2 separate regions of the Rattus norvegicus genome follow, and region 1 is linked to region 2. Evidence: chromatin contacts called from public Hi-C data. All regions are on one chromosome and are shown on one strand. The core of a region is the stretch at or near the end of the contact, and the rest is flanking DNA. Distances in the headings are between cores, read along the strand shown. Region 1 has its middle 100 kb from the start of Mreg. Region 2 has its middle 150 kb from the start of Fn1.

What was found. Hi-C and Micro-C count contacts between places; a contact is called where the count stands out from the background.
Region 1: a contact with region 2 is called in a Hi-C map of the A7r5 cell line, with 3 times the contacts expected there. The contact joins two enhancer-like sites. A contact is called at or near these places in 3 of 12 Hi-C or Micro-C datasets (the A7r5 cell line, the Rat2 cell line and liver).

Annotation. Positions count from the first base shown.
Region 1 is chr9:81,184,404-81,190,697 of GRCr8, forward strand. No RefSeq gene overlaps it. Among named protein-coding and RNA genes, the nearest start is that of Mreg, 100 kb to the right of the region's middle. Within about 2 kb of position 2,443, at least 3 of the 93 cell types and tissues checked have an H3K27ac peak or open chromatin away from gene starts, as enhancers often do. A contact at or near this core is called in the A7r5 cell line, where this site is marked.
Region 2 is chr9:80,864,273-80,870,862 of GRCr8, forward strand. No RefSeq gene overlaps it. Among named protein-coding and RNA genes, the nearest start is that of Fn1, 150 kb to the left of the region's middle. Within about 2 kb of position 3,904, at least 9 of the 93 cell types and tissues checked have an H3K27ac peak or open chromatin away from gene starts, as enhancers often do. A contact at or near this core is called in the A7r5 cell line, where this site is marked.

The DNA.
Region 1 (6,294 bases), core at 1,193-3,692, 320 kb after region 2:
CCTAGAAGCCAGAACTGTGTATCCCAACGGGGCTCCACACCTGGGACCCTCTTATTCTCGCTTCTTTGGGGCAAGTGTCTGTTCCAGTGCACAGTGTCTTCTGCATGTCTGCCCTCGGAGAAATCAAGGCTACTCCCTAGTCATTTCAAATGGTTTGTTGTTTGCACGATTTCCAGACCCCCACTGAATAAGCCGGTTTCAACCCTCAAACCCAGTTCCAGCTGGTTACTGCAGGCAGATTTATGAGAAGTCTTGTCTGGAGACAAGAGGAAAATATTGGGTAATTGGGGCAGGCTCTTCCAAGAGGCTGTCTGTGGTATGTAACTAGACTTCCACTCTGAGGCAAGACACAGACTGGGTCATGTTACCTAGACTTGCTAGAACCACACTGGGCTCCATTCACAAAAACCACACCCCATGGCCCAGGGTAGGGAGTGGCTCAAGGCCACAGGCACCTTTTCCCAAATGTAGCAACCTGGTGTGAAACCTGAAAGAGTCTACTTTTCCCGTGGTCAGTGCTTGTGACTAAAAATGAAGCAAAGCTAGAATTGTATGACTCCCAGAGTTGGAAGATGACAGAGGGTGTATATCCAGAGAGTAATCTCAAATGACACTTGAGAGTCCCAGGGTTCAGAGCCAGCATCTCAGGAGACAAGGGGTAAAACAGTGGGACTCTAGGATACCCATTCTGGCTTCAAGAGTAATTTCCCATTGCCTATTTTGTAATTTGCTTCTTCCTGTGAGTGCCAGACAACCTTATGGTCGGATCGCAATATGGAATCCACATCCAAAGGAACAGCTGTCCATCAAAAACTACATAAGTACATTACTACAAAAGTAATTCAAATCTATACCCAAGCTCTAAAGAAAAAGCCCAAGGGGCAGAGTGCATATTTAATGCACACCAAGTTATCTTTTAAAAATCCATTACTTCTGATTTCTGCCATTCTCAATATTCTTCACACAAACGACAGCTGCTTCCTGAGCACTTGCTATCCCCCCTGCCCTCACAGATAGACCAAAACCTTTCCATGACATCCAGTCTGTACGGTTCATCCACCCCCTCAGCCCCTGTTCTGCCCCAGTTCCCCACTGTATAGCTCAAATTAGTCTGGCTTCTGAGGCTATTGAAAGTCCTTCTTCCCGATATTCCCCCCACACACACTCCCAACTCCCACCCCCGCCTTGGTTTGTTTGCTGTATACAGGAAAGTCCACACTCCAATGAACCAAATATGAATCTCCGGCAGACAGGAAAGGCAGAAAACTGTGAATTCTAAAGCACTTGGTCATTCTTCCCTACTGCGTTAAGATCCTATAGAAAAAACATCATTTTCTGAAGGTGGCCCTAACCTAACAGTACCAGATTTCATTGTTCTCCTTGAGACAAAAATCCTCTTGCTTATTCCCATCATCCAGTAGAAATGGCTAAACATCTGAAATTCCCACATTTTGTTCCTGTGGCTTGGCTAAATAAAAATATATTCTTTGAAGCAGATAAATATCTCCATCACTAATCGGTGTTACTGTTAGTGTTCTGTGAATTTATTTATTAGCTAACCAGGGAACCAGTGAATCTTAGGAATATTGGAGTTGAGAGTAAAGGGGAAAAGATTCCCAAGTTTGAGGTGATCAGGAAGAAGACCCAGAGAACATAGCCAACAAAATAAAGGGCTAGTGTATGGGGAAGAGGTAGATTCTAAAACACCCAGTGTTAGGACCCTTGCCCTGGCCCCAGCCATCTTGAACTTGAACCACATGACCATCCCAGAAGCCCCAAGCTGTCACTGTCCATCTACTGTGATCCAGGCATATTTTTTGGAGTTGTGTGGCTTCTCCTGAAGTCCTCAGTAAATGCAAACTCAGTTTCCCTCCCTCTTCTCCAGCCAATCCCACCTGGGACTCAAGAGCTGGTTCTAAATACTCCCCACGCCCAGCCTATACTGTCATCTTGCTCTGTCTCCTATCCCAAATTTCACCCGAACCATTATTTCTACTACAACCAGAGCCTGTTTGTGACCAAACCCCAGCTGTCTCTATGACCTAGAAAACTCTTGCTTCTCCAAAGTCCTTCCCCTCAGTCTCTCCCAGTTATCTCTAATTGTTCACCATGAGTTGCACCAGCATCTCCAGCCACTGAAGACTTCCATCACTTAGGAGTTGCAACGGTTGCTGCCTCACATCACATGACGTACTGCCAAGTCATGTCATTGTCAGATTTCTCGACATGCTGTCAAATGGGTGATGCAGAGAGAGAGTAGATGAATGAGTGCTTTAACATCTGGCAGAGGAATTTGTGAGATCTGGCCACCTGGCAGCTCCCCATAGTGATATATGTTCATAATAACAACAGCAGTCAAAACAGGAAATACATGGAGAGGTTACTGTCCGTTAGTCATCTGTCTTGAAGCCCTGTCTGATCTCAGCAACAGTGGCACTCGTTGTTTGTAAGGCCCCAAGAATTTGCACACTGAGCTGAAGGACCCATGAGCTAAAATATCTAGGGCAAATTCCTCCAGGAAGCTGTGCCCTGGTGAACCGTTTAGGAGGCAATGTGCCCAAGGTTGAATACAGCTCTATCATTTGTCATCCGCGTGACCATGAGTTACAGAAGGTTTTCATCACCCTGCCTCAGGTAAAAGCAATATCCAATACTCATCATTGCTCTCTTGGGCTCAAATCAATAGGCAAACTCACAAGACAGCAACAGACTCCACCTTTGGCATTAGTTTATTTGGAAGTTTATCAGATATTCTCCCACATAGGAGTCCTTGCCATGGTCAACACAGTAAGATTCAAGAGTTAAAATTTATACCAACCAGGAATTCCTGTGGCTTAATAACCCTCGTGCCTTCTACTCTCCACAAAGATCTAGTGCCAGTCCTTGCAACTAATCTGTAAGCACAGGTCCCCCCACAATAAGGGCATTGCCAGTTCCAAGAGTTAAATAAAGCCCAAAACTGTAGCTTCCTAACACAGATTTGTGTGCTCCTGGTATAGAAACAATTTGCAATCAAGTGTCAGCCTCACCATAAGCAATGTTGCCTAGCACCGGGGTTGACAATATCATCATGACTGACTTCCATAGTAACAGTTAAGCAGTTTTCAGAGGTCAAATTGCATGTGTCAGGGGAATTTGATTAGTTTAGCTCTTTTACCTACGAGATAATAATGGAAACTATCTCACACTGTTATCCCAAGGTGATGAATTCATTTATGTCCAGATTTTAAAACACATAGAGTATAGTTGTTTCAGCTACTTCTAAATATTTCATCAAATTGACTTCTGCTTGGGTTGACCAGAATCCCTTTCTACTGGTACTTTACAGACGCTTAGTGACCCCAGAGTAGCTAACAGAGGAACTATCTGAGACAGGCAGTGTGAGTCAAACCAGTTCTTATTCCTTAGTCTCACCTGTCTACAGTGGACACATGAGAGCTTGAAGCTTCCTATTCACCCAAAGCAACAGAGGCCTGGGGCTCATGTGGCTTCTAGCCCAGGGCCAACGACATCCATGTTATAAAGGAAGAAGCAGTGTTACTCCATTAACCTTTTTCTGTGATTCTCAATCTCTTTGCTAAGTAATCTCTTCAGGACCAGATGTACATTTCTGTGGAGTGGAGTGGCAGAACAGAGAAGATGTGAGAAGAGCTCACCAGGGACCAGGGAGCTTGAACCCAGATCAACAAGACCAGAATTCTATCCTCATGGGATTTTTTTTTCTCCCAGAACAAAGACTACAATCCAGCGAGGAGGAGAATACAATGAAACATCCTAGAAGAAGTCCTCCAAATGGCATACTCATTTCCTCCTGCCATCTGACAGATAGGAATGACCCTATCAGCAGATCTTGTTCCTCTCGGTCTCAATGAGGTAACCGTCCGGTGTGGAAACACGATGACTCACTTCGCAGCCTTCCTCCCTCCTGTCTCCTTTTTATGGCCACGGTGTCTGGTTTTTGCAATTGATCAGTCCCCACCTTGTTCCAGATTCCCCGAATCCCTTCCCTCCAACACCCTGGGTCAAAGCTGGTTTCTGACTAAAATAAGCAGAGCGAGAAACCAAGGCGACTTTCTGGTCCTGGCGTTGGGGGAGTTGACTGGGCCTGTTCATCTTGTTAAAGGGAGCGTTTATACCTACACTATTGACTTAAAGAACTAAAAAGACAGTTTTTTTTATTTAAAAATTGGAGGTTAGATGGAGACAAGAAGTGTCTGTGTACAAGCTGAAGATCTCCCACTCTTTCCCCTTCAGAAGGGTTGGCATAGAACAGTCTACAGCCATTCCCTCTACACTTGACTTCCACCATCTTACCTATCTTACTGCAAAATCATTCTCATTTTTTCATAAATGTTTAATTTACCCTTCCTGAATTCAGTATACCCACAAAATAACAGGATGAATAGACTAGTTTTATTTTTTTTCCTTAACAAACTTACAGACTTCTTACACTGTACCAGGCCCAACGCTGAGTATTTTGCAAATGCTACTACCTCACTGAATCTCCACAACTGGCCTAATGAGGAAAGATTCCTGTCATCCCATCACAGATTAGGAAACTGGAGACTAGGGAGGAAATGATCACATAGTAAGTGGTATACTGAGAGCTGGAATCTAAGTAAGACAACGCTACTAGTTGAGTTTAATCTGAGCAAGCTTGTCAGTCATTGTGCCATAAGACCTATCCCCTTGTCTTTTAAGTTAGACTAAGACAAAGCCAAGACTGCTGCATCTTCTTGTATTGATCATTATGTAAGATCACCTCATTCCCCACTGGCTACATTCTAACAGAGTAGAAAGAGCTCCCATCTCATAAGACTTCACTTCAATTTCTCTTCTACTTTTTAACCACTTTGTGGCTTTGGGCATACTTGTTGATTGCCCTGTGGTACCTCAGTTTCCCCACATATTCACTCTAGACAATGATCCCTTCTCCTTCCGCAGGTTATCAGAGAGGCTGGATATCATAGCGCTATGAGTACTTTGGGAATTGTTACTGCCATGAGTGAACGTTGTCCCTCTGATGATGAATACGTTCTATAATTAAGGAAGCAGTGCCCCCACTCCCTCATGACAGACAGCCCTTACCAGTTGGAAAAATCTCTCAAATAAAAGAAATAAGTCCTTATGTTCCTTTGTGCTAGAGGCTGTTGCTGCTGCCAGGAATCCAAAATAAATCACTTCATGAGGTAAGGTCTGTTTATATTATTCCACTACCTGATGACTTCCTGTGTATGACATTCAAATGTGAGCATCTCAGCCAAAGGCCTATAAAGTCACTTCCCCAACACTTTACACTTAGCTGTGCTAAACATCTGCTTGTTTTGGCCACCTGAGTTGGTGAGTCTCACTTTGCACCACAGTGAGGTGCAGGTATCAAGAGAGGACCCAGACAGTTTCTTTCCTCCGTGTCTCCTTGATTTATAGCTCTGTGTGCACTGTTAGAACTAGCAGCGAGGAAACCACAACAGCTGGGCTTCATTACACTCAGTCAACGGCCATAACATTTTTTAAGGTAGCAGGCTGGGCCCAAGGTTGCATTCTCAAATTTTCAGCTGGTTTAAAGCTGTAACCATCTGAAAGACAGATATGAATACCAGTCAGACTCCTGTAAACATCCAGTAACTGTGAATCAAATGTATTTGATGGTGGGGGTGAGAGTGGGGGGAGGGTGACAGGGGTGTGTGTGGACACCTTCTTTATCACTATTCTCCAAACAGTTCAGTATAAAAGATATTTACATAGCACATACATTTTGCTAAAAATTATACATAGAGTAGAGACAATTTAAATTACACAGAAATGGCTCAGCCAATAAGAGTGATTGCTTCCCTAGCAGATGACCTGAGTTTAGTTCCTAGCACCCATATCAGGTGGCTCACAAACACCTGTTAACTCCAGCTCCAGGAATTCCTGCACCTTCTTTCAGCCTCCATAGGTACCAGCACACACATGTACAAACACACACAAATAAATAAACAAACAAATAACTTAATTTTTTATTCTAAAATATAATATCGGCTATGTGTTGGATATAGACAAATACATGACCATTTTGTGAGGGACCCAACATTCATATGTGTAGGTCCATGATGGTCCTCAGTCCTTCACAATAGTAGGGATAGTTTTAAATTCTGATGAGAGATCCTTGGTGTTTTTCTTTTTCAGGAGGAGCCCCTACAACTTGAAATTTTTATTAAGTTCTCATCCTGGGAATAACGTGTTTTCCCGCCTAGACCTATAAACAGGGCAATGGGTTGAACTCATGTCATTTTTGTCCCTCTTTACTACCCA
Region 2 (6,590 bases), core at 2,654-5,153:
TATGCAGATCCAGCAATTCCTTTGGCCTGGTCACCACACTTTTCTCAGGACACCCTTTATAGCTGAGCTTGTTGAGTTATTCATTCTTCTCTTACCTGCTAAACCTTCCAATATACATTTGCCATTTGGTCTGTGGTGTTCCTCCCACCAGAAGTTTCTCTCTCTCTCTCTCTCTCTCTCTCTCTCTCTCTCTCTCTCTCTCTCTGTTTCTTTCTTAAAGAAGATCTGGACAGAGATCAAATAGGATGAGTGTGAATAGTATTCATGACCGAGTGTCTTAAACTATGTGTTGAAGAGATGTAGTGTAGATGAGAAGAAAGGAAAGGAAGGATTCATTAGCATTTAGCTCATGAATGATTGGCTCCTTGAGATTGTGGAGATGAACTGGAGAATGTAAACCGAATTGAAAAACAAGAATAGACGGTTAGCACAAATTCATGTTACAGAAGTCAGTGAGGATGGCCAGAGACCCGAGATAATCAGGGTCTGAAAGTTAAACTTAAGTAAAGTAGGTTACATAAAGTCCTAAGAACAGTTTGAGGACCAGAATGGGTCACCCAAGTTGCAAGAACTATTGTAGTTAACAGTAAGGATCTACTGTAAGTTTGCATTCAAAAAGTTGCACTAATTTTCTTGGAGATTTGAACAAATATCTACTCACCCAAGATAGAGCAATAACAGTAGACCAAAAAAATTTAATATGACTTAAGTCTAAATTGGTAAACTGATGAATTCAACTGAGCTTGCAGGAGCATGAGTGAGGGGTTGCTTAGCCGAGCATGGAAAACTTACAGTCAGTCAAACCAGTGAAGAGGATTCTCTCCTCTCCAGCTATCTCTAATCATTTACATGCTGTCAGGGAGAAACAGGCTTTGTCAGCTCTTCCTCTTCCATGAGGAAATCAATGGACCCAATCTTCTACAAGACTCATGCTGGCAATTACAACTGCTAAGTATTCCAGAAGGTAAACGTCCATGCCACGCCTGGAGAACAGCATTCCATAACACAAAGACAGACTTAATGAAATAAGATTCTCCAACTGGAATCAATAGACATTTCTCCTGTCCAAATAGTAACAGTGCTGACCTGCGTAACCTCTGAGATCAGAAGCAAGGAGTGGGGTACTCCAAAGGCAGAGGCAGGCAGGTCTCCGTGAGTTGAAGCCATTCTGGTCTACAGAGTGAGTTCCGGGACAGCCAGGGTAGCTATACGGAGAAATCCTGTCTCAAAACAAACAAATAAACTTCTGAGATCAGACAGAAGCCAGTCATATTTGGGATAGGATGGTCAGAGGCAGGTAGGAAAAGTTTCATCCTAAGGTGGCCCACCTCCAAACCCAGCCAGCAGGAGGCGCATTCGTGGATCTCATGAAATTACTCTAAAATACTCTCTTGATCAAAACACTTTTAACCAAAATGATACAGTTTTAGGAATAGTCTTTAGTTTTTCCTTCTTTAAGGGTTGCCTTTAGGTTTTGCAAGCATATATAAACGATGATCCTGAACATGACTTACGATTTTCTTGAAATACAGTTGGGGCCGGTTGAGTGAGTTTAGCCACGCAGAGCGCTCTTTCACTTCAAACTGACATGGAGTGCTTGACCTTTGCACTGTGTGGCCGATGAGTAAAGACGTCCATACACTTCCAAACTCCAAATGTCTCTAAGGTTTAAAGGTTAGGAGTGGCAAGCCTTGCTTCACCAGTGAAAACTGTAGCCAAAAAGAATTCAATTTGTGGCCAATGGGACGCCTTGATGGATTGCAGGACATTGCTTGTGGAACATGTGGCATGTTGGAAGTAGAAGACAAGTGTCAGTGATGTGCTTGAAATGTCTAAATTCCATTAGAGTACCACTACAGCCTTCCCTTTAGAGGAAGCCTTAGTACAAAGCCCTAGTACATGGCTTTCATTCAGCAAAGAGAAACTGACTTTACAGTTCTCCTGAGTAATATCATTTCTGCATTTACAAGGAATGACGACCAAGTGCAGTTAGCGTTTGTGGAGAATGTTTAGTCGAGTAGATGAATGGTTCTTGAAGAGCTGTAAAAATACAACTTTCCCTGTTTAGGACTGTACTGAATTTTTAGAATCCAATCAGCATCTAGGCAGCTAGAAAGCCAGTGGTGGCCAATGTGTAGTGACCACGCTTCATCAGACAAATGTTGGTTGGGAGACGTTGCTAAAGAACAAGGAATGATGGCTGTGATTTGACACTCTGTTTGTTGACTTTTCTAAAAGGTTCTAAGTTCACACTCAATTATCATAAGCTATCTTCTCCATGTTAGACTACTGGTTATCCACACAGCATTCTGAGTAACTCAGCTGTCTCAGAAACTGTCTCCAGGAGGACCACCCATGGAATTACCAGAGACCAGAACAATGGGAAAAAACAAAGCTCCTGTCTACAATCAATTTGCTTGATCTGTGGTCAGTGTAATGAAGACTGGGTGTCACTAGTTCATAGTTATTCTGTTTAAGGAGCATTCCGTTGTTTAATTAATATACTTTCAATATCACGTCAGCATTCCCTAAACTGCATTCCAATGTCTCCTGGCCAATAAAAGTTACCTTTTTCTAATCATAAGGATTAATTGAATGATAGGTTGGGGGAAAGTATACTATCTCATTTTTATCACTTAAAATGCTCATCAGTGCTTTATTTGCTATAGAGAACTTACTCTAAATTGTAGATGTCAGTGACACAGCCGGGGATAAGATAATACCCTTGTCTACATGGAGCTTAAGTTCCTTTCTTATAATTAAAAGTAAGTTCTCCATTTTCATGTATATGTGTGGAGTAGGCATATGTATGAATGTTTGCATGTATATGGGCACACACGTGTGTAGGTGTGCATGTGTTTGTTTGCACGTGGAGTTCAATATCGATGTCTGGAGCCATTCTCCGTTGCTCTTCAGCCTTATTCTTGGAGGCAGGGTTGTCAATCGTATAATACACAAGGAACTCATTGTCGTTTTCATTTTAGCCTTTTTATTTATTATTCTATGATAGCTTTTGTCCTATTTGCAAGTAAACAAATGTTGGGTCCTTCCGGTCATGGTGTCCTTCTTGCACAGGGAGTTGGATGCAGAAAATAAGAAGCAGGCAGGATATACAGATGCTACACGCATGGTGCTCACGACAAGTTCACAGTTTCCCTCTCTTCACATTCTGTCTCTACTGTTTCTTCCTTCCCATTAAAAAGCTGGTTCACTGTTTTATTTTGTGTTTTTGCTATTTAATTTGTGAGGGACTTGAATGTAAATGTGAATACCACAGTCTCATGAATCCCTATGGCTTTGTAAGTGTTTGACTTAGAAAAGGCTTCTCCAGCTTGGGTAAGGTTTCCTTTCCTATCATCCCCCTAGATTCTGCTGGTGACAGCCTTATAGATTTTAGTTAGCTGGAAGGATGGCGTTCACTGCATGTTTAAACTTTAATCTCAGAACTACAGCGTTCCTTTCATCATTGCTCAGTTCTGCATTCTAGCCTGTGAAAAAGAATGTTGAGATTTGCCAGAATGTTACACCGTAGAGCAGTGTAGAGTCTTCAATTCTACAGAAGTCAAAGGAATAGTTTCCAGGCCACTTATATATGCATTGCAAGGTTATTCATACGCTTAATTCTATGAAATCATACCCCCTCTCAGTTTGCAGCAGTTCTTATCAGGAGAATGGTAAGAAACAACCTTTATTTCTGTAGCGTTTTATTTCAGAATTGACCTCGTGGCTTGTGGCCATCTCGTTTCCTGTAAGCATAGCTCAGGAATTTATTTTTAATAAAAGATCCATTTAATTTTGAGTTAAGAAACTCAAATAATTCCCCCAAAGCCTGCTGACCACAGTCTAAAACTATGAACTGTTCTTCAGAGGGTTTTGGGTGTGGATAAAGAGACACACTTTTGCAATTTTCAGTATGTCATCATCAAACAATGTTTACAAAACTCAGCACTCTGGGGATGTGTGCAGGCGTTAGCAAGCAGATGTTGGCAGTCAAGGAAAACTTACAATTGCTGCCCGAAAAAATTCCCTGCTGCCTATCAGTTACATACAAGACTGTCGAGCTCTCCCCTTGGTGTGGGCGATATGGATGGTTTGTAAGACAGTTGATCCAAAACCAAATATGAAAACCGTGGAAAGTGAAATCCTCTATAAATTTTCATGCAAGAATCATTTGTCTCTTTTTATGACTTTTAAAAAAAGGTGTTTTAGTTGAAAACAATCTAGCTTGGAGTAGTCTAACAAGACTATTGAAAACGATTTTCTTAAGTTTTGTTTTGCATAATGTTTTAAAATAGATCAAGAACACCCCCACTCTGGCCCCTGACCCAGTTCTCAGGATGTTCCATTGTTGAAAACACCTAGCTACTCCACAAACATGTTAATCTTCATTTCTGAGAAGTGACAAATCTTTTTAGTGGAAATGAATCAAACAGGTCGACATATTGATTTTTACAGAGTAAATCTTTCTCTTCCCGATAAAGACGGGGGAGGAAGGGAAGGTTCTTCAGGAAGATTCAGGGAGAGCTACCAGACTCATTTAAAGAAAATTTTAAATATAACATTTCTGTGATATTAAAATATGTTATTTTATGGTATTGCCTTTGAACAATCTGAACAGAACATGTTCAGTCAAAATGGTGACAGTCAGAGAGCATTTTCATTTCCAAAACAGTTTTTTTTTTTGTAAAAGACTGATTATGATAAAATCTGAATTTATTTTTCTGGGTCCTTTATTTATATATGACAAAATTCCCATATACTTTGAAATTCAATGGTGTTTCAAATTTTGATTGAGGATCACACTACACTGAAAGACATGACTGTTTTCAGTGGTGAGGCTTATATTGAAAAGCAACTGTTGAATTTGGGATGTTAAAAGGCCTATTTTTTAAAAAATATAGTTTATATAGTTCCTACCTTTTAAAAATATAAAGTTAAAAAAACTGTAAACATGAGATTGCTTGGTGAGTAGGTGTACTTGCTGGGCAAGCAGGAAGACCTGAATTTGGGTCCCCACCATGTACATAAAAAGCCAGTCACCGCCATATGTACTTGCAGCCAGAATATCACACGAGGTGGAACTGAGACTGATGGAGCTTGCTGGCTTCCAGCCTAATTCCAAGTTCAGTGAGAGACCCTGTCTTAGAGCAATAAGGCAGAGAATGATAGAACAGTGGATGTCTTCCTCTGTCCTCTGTGCACATCTGCATACCAACAGACTCATACCACATGCACATCATGTACACACACACACACACACTCACACACACAGACACACTCACACACACACACTCTCACACACTCACACACACACTCACACACACACATACAAAATCACTCACACACACATATTCACACACACATACATGCACACACACATACATACTCACTCTCACACACACATACACACTCACACATACATACACACTCACACACACACACTACACACACATACATACACAAGTACCAACTAGTGAGTCTCAATGTTGTTATAAGTAGGACAACCAGATATTCTGTCCCTCAGATGTAACGCAATAGAAAGTGATGTCCTATGTTCCCTGGTGGGAACCCACAAGCCACTTAGCATTCCAAGTTACCTGCATCCAGAATTGTTGTTTACTGAAGTATAGCCATTACAATTTCTTCCTTGCCTCAGTTTACCTTGCAATAGCATGGGCAACGAAGAATAAAGGGACAGAATACAGATGGGACTCTTAAAGGCATGCTGGTGAAATGCAGTGTGTGGCCCTCGTATAGACACTCATGTCAACAACCATCCAATGTGTATATTTGAAATAATGGGAGAAAAATGAATCTATGCTGGAGAATTTTAAGGAACCATTATTACTTTTTAAGGAGCAATGTTGGTGTGATTGTGGTTTGAAAGGGGGCTGTCTACCATTGGTTGAGGCATACATGGGGATGGGTCAGACAAGACAGTTTATGAACAGAACGAGATGATGTCTAAGAGTCACTCTAAATACTTTTTAAAGATGGAGTTGCAGGGGGAGAGAGAATAAAATGGAACAATATTACTTATTAAAGTAGATGATACGTAAAACTTCTCTAATGATTATATTTGCTAAAATGTTCATATAAAATTTGAATGTCCCTACATTAGTTGATAATTGTATCGATTTGCTTCCATGTGTACTTTGGTCTGTTGGAAAATATCTCTAATGAATCAAATTCAGGTCAGTTTAATTGTTCAGTTATAATCGGCAAAGGCGAAAGGGTGAGCACTGCCAGAGAAACAATTCTTTTAAAGCGAAGAATTGGAAAGTTCTCCCTTTATGAAAGTAGACAAAAGAAAAATTGCAAAACAAGTTTCATTAAAGCAACAAGCTTAAAATGGGAAGTTCAGGGCCGATCAGGAGTTTGGAAGTTGAGGGCAGGCCGGGGTGGAGGAGGAGCAAGGAGGGGCACGTAATTTCTGTTCAATGCAAGGAAGGGGAGTTATTTCTCCTGTAGATTTGTCAGATAGTTTTGTGCAAGGAAGATAATTCCTGGTGCGTGTGAGCTTTAATCGATGTCCAAGCCTTCTCTTTTCTCTGGTGTCAGTTCTCAATAAGCCAGTGTGTTTGGTGGGA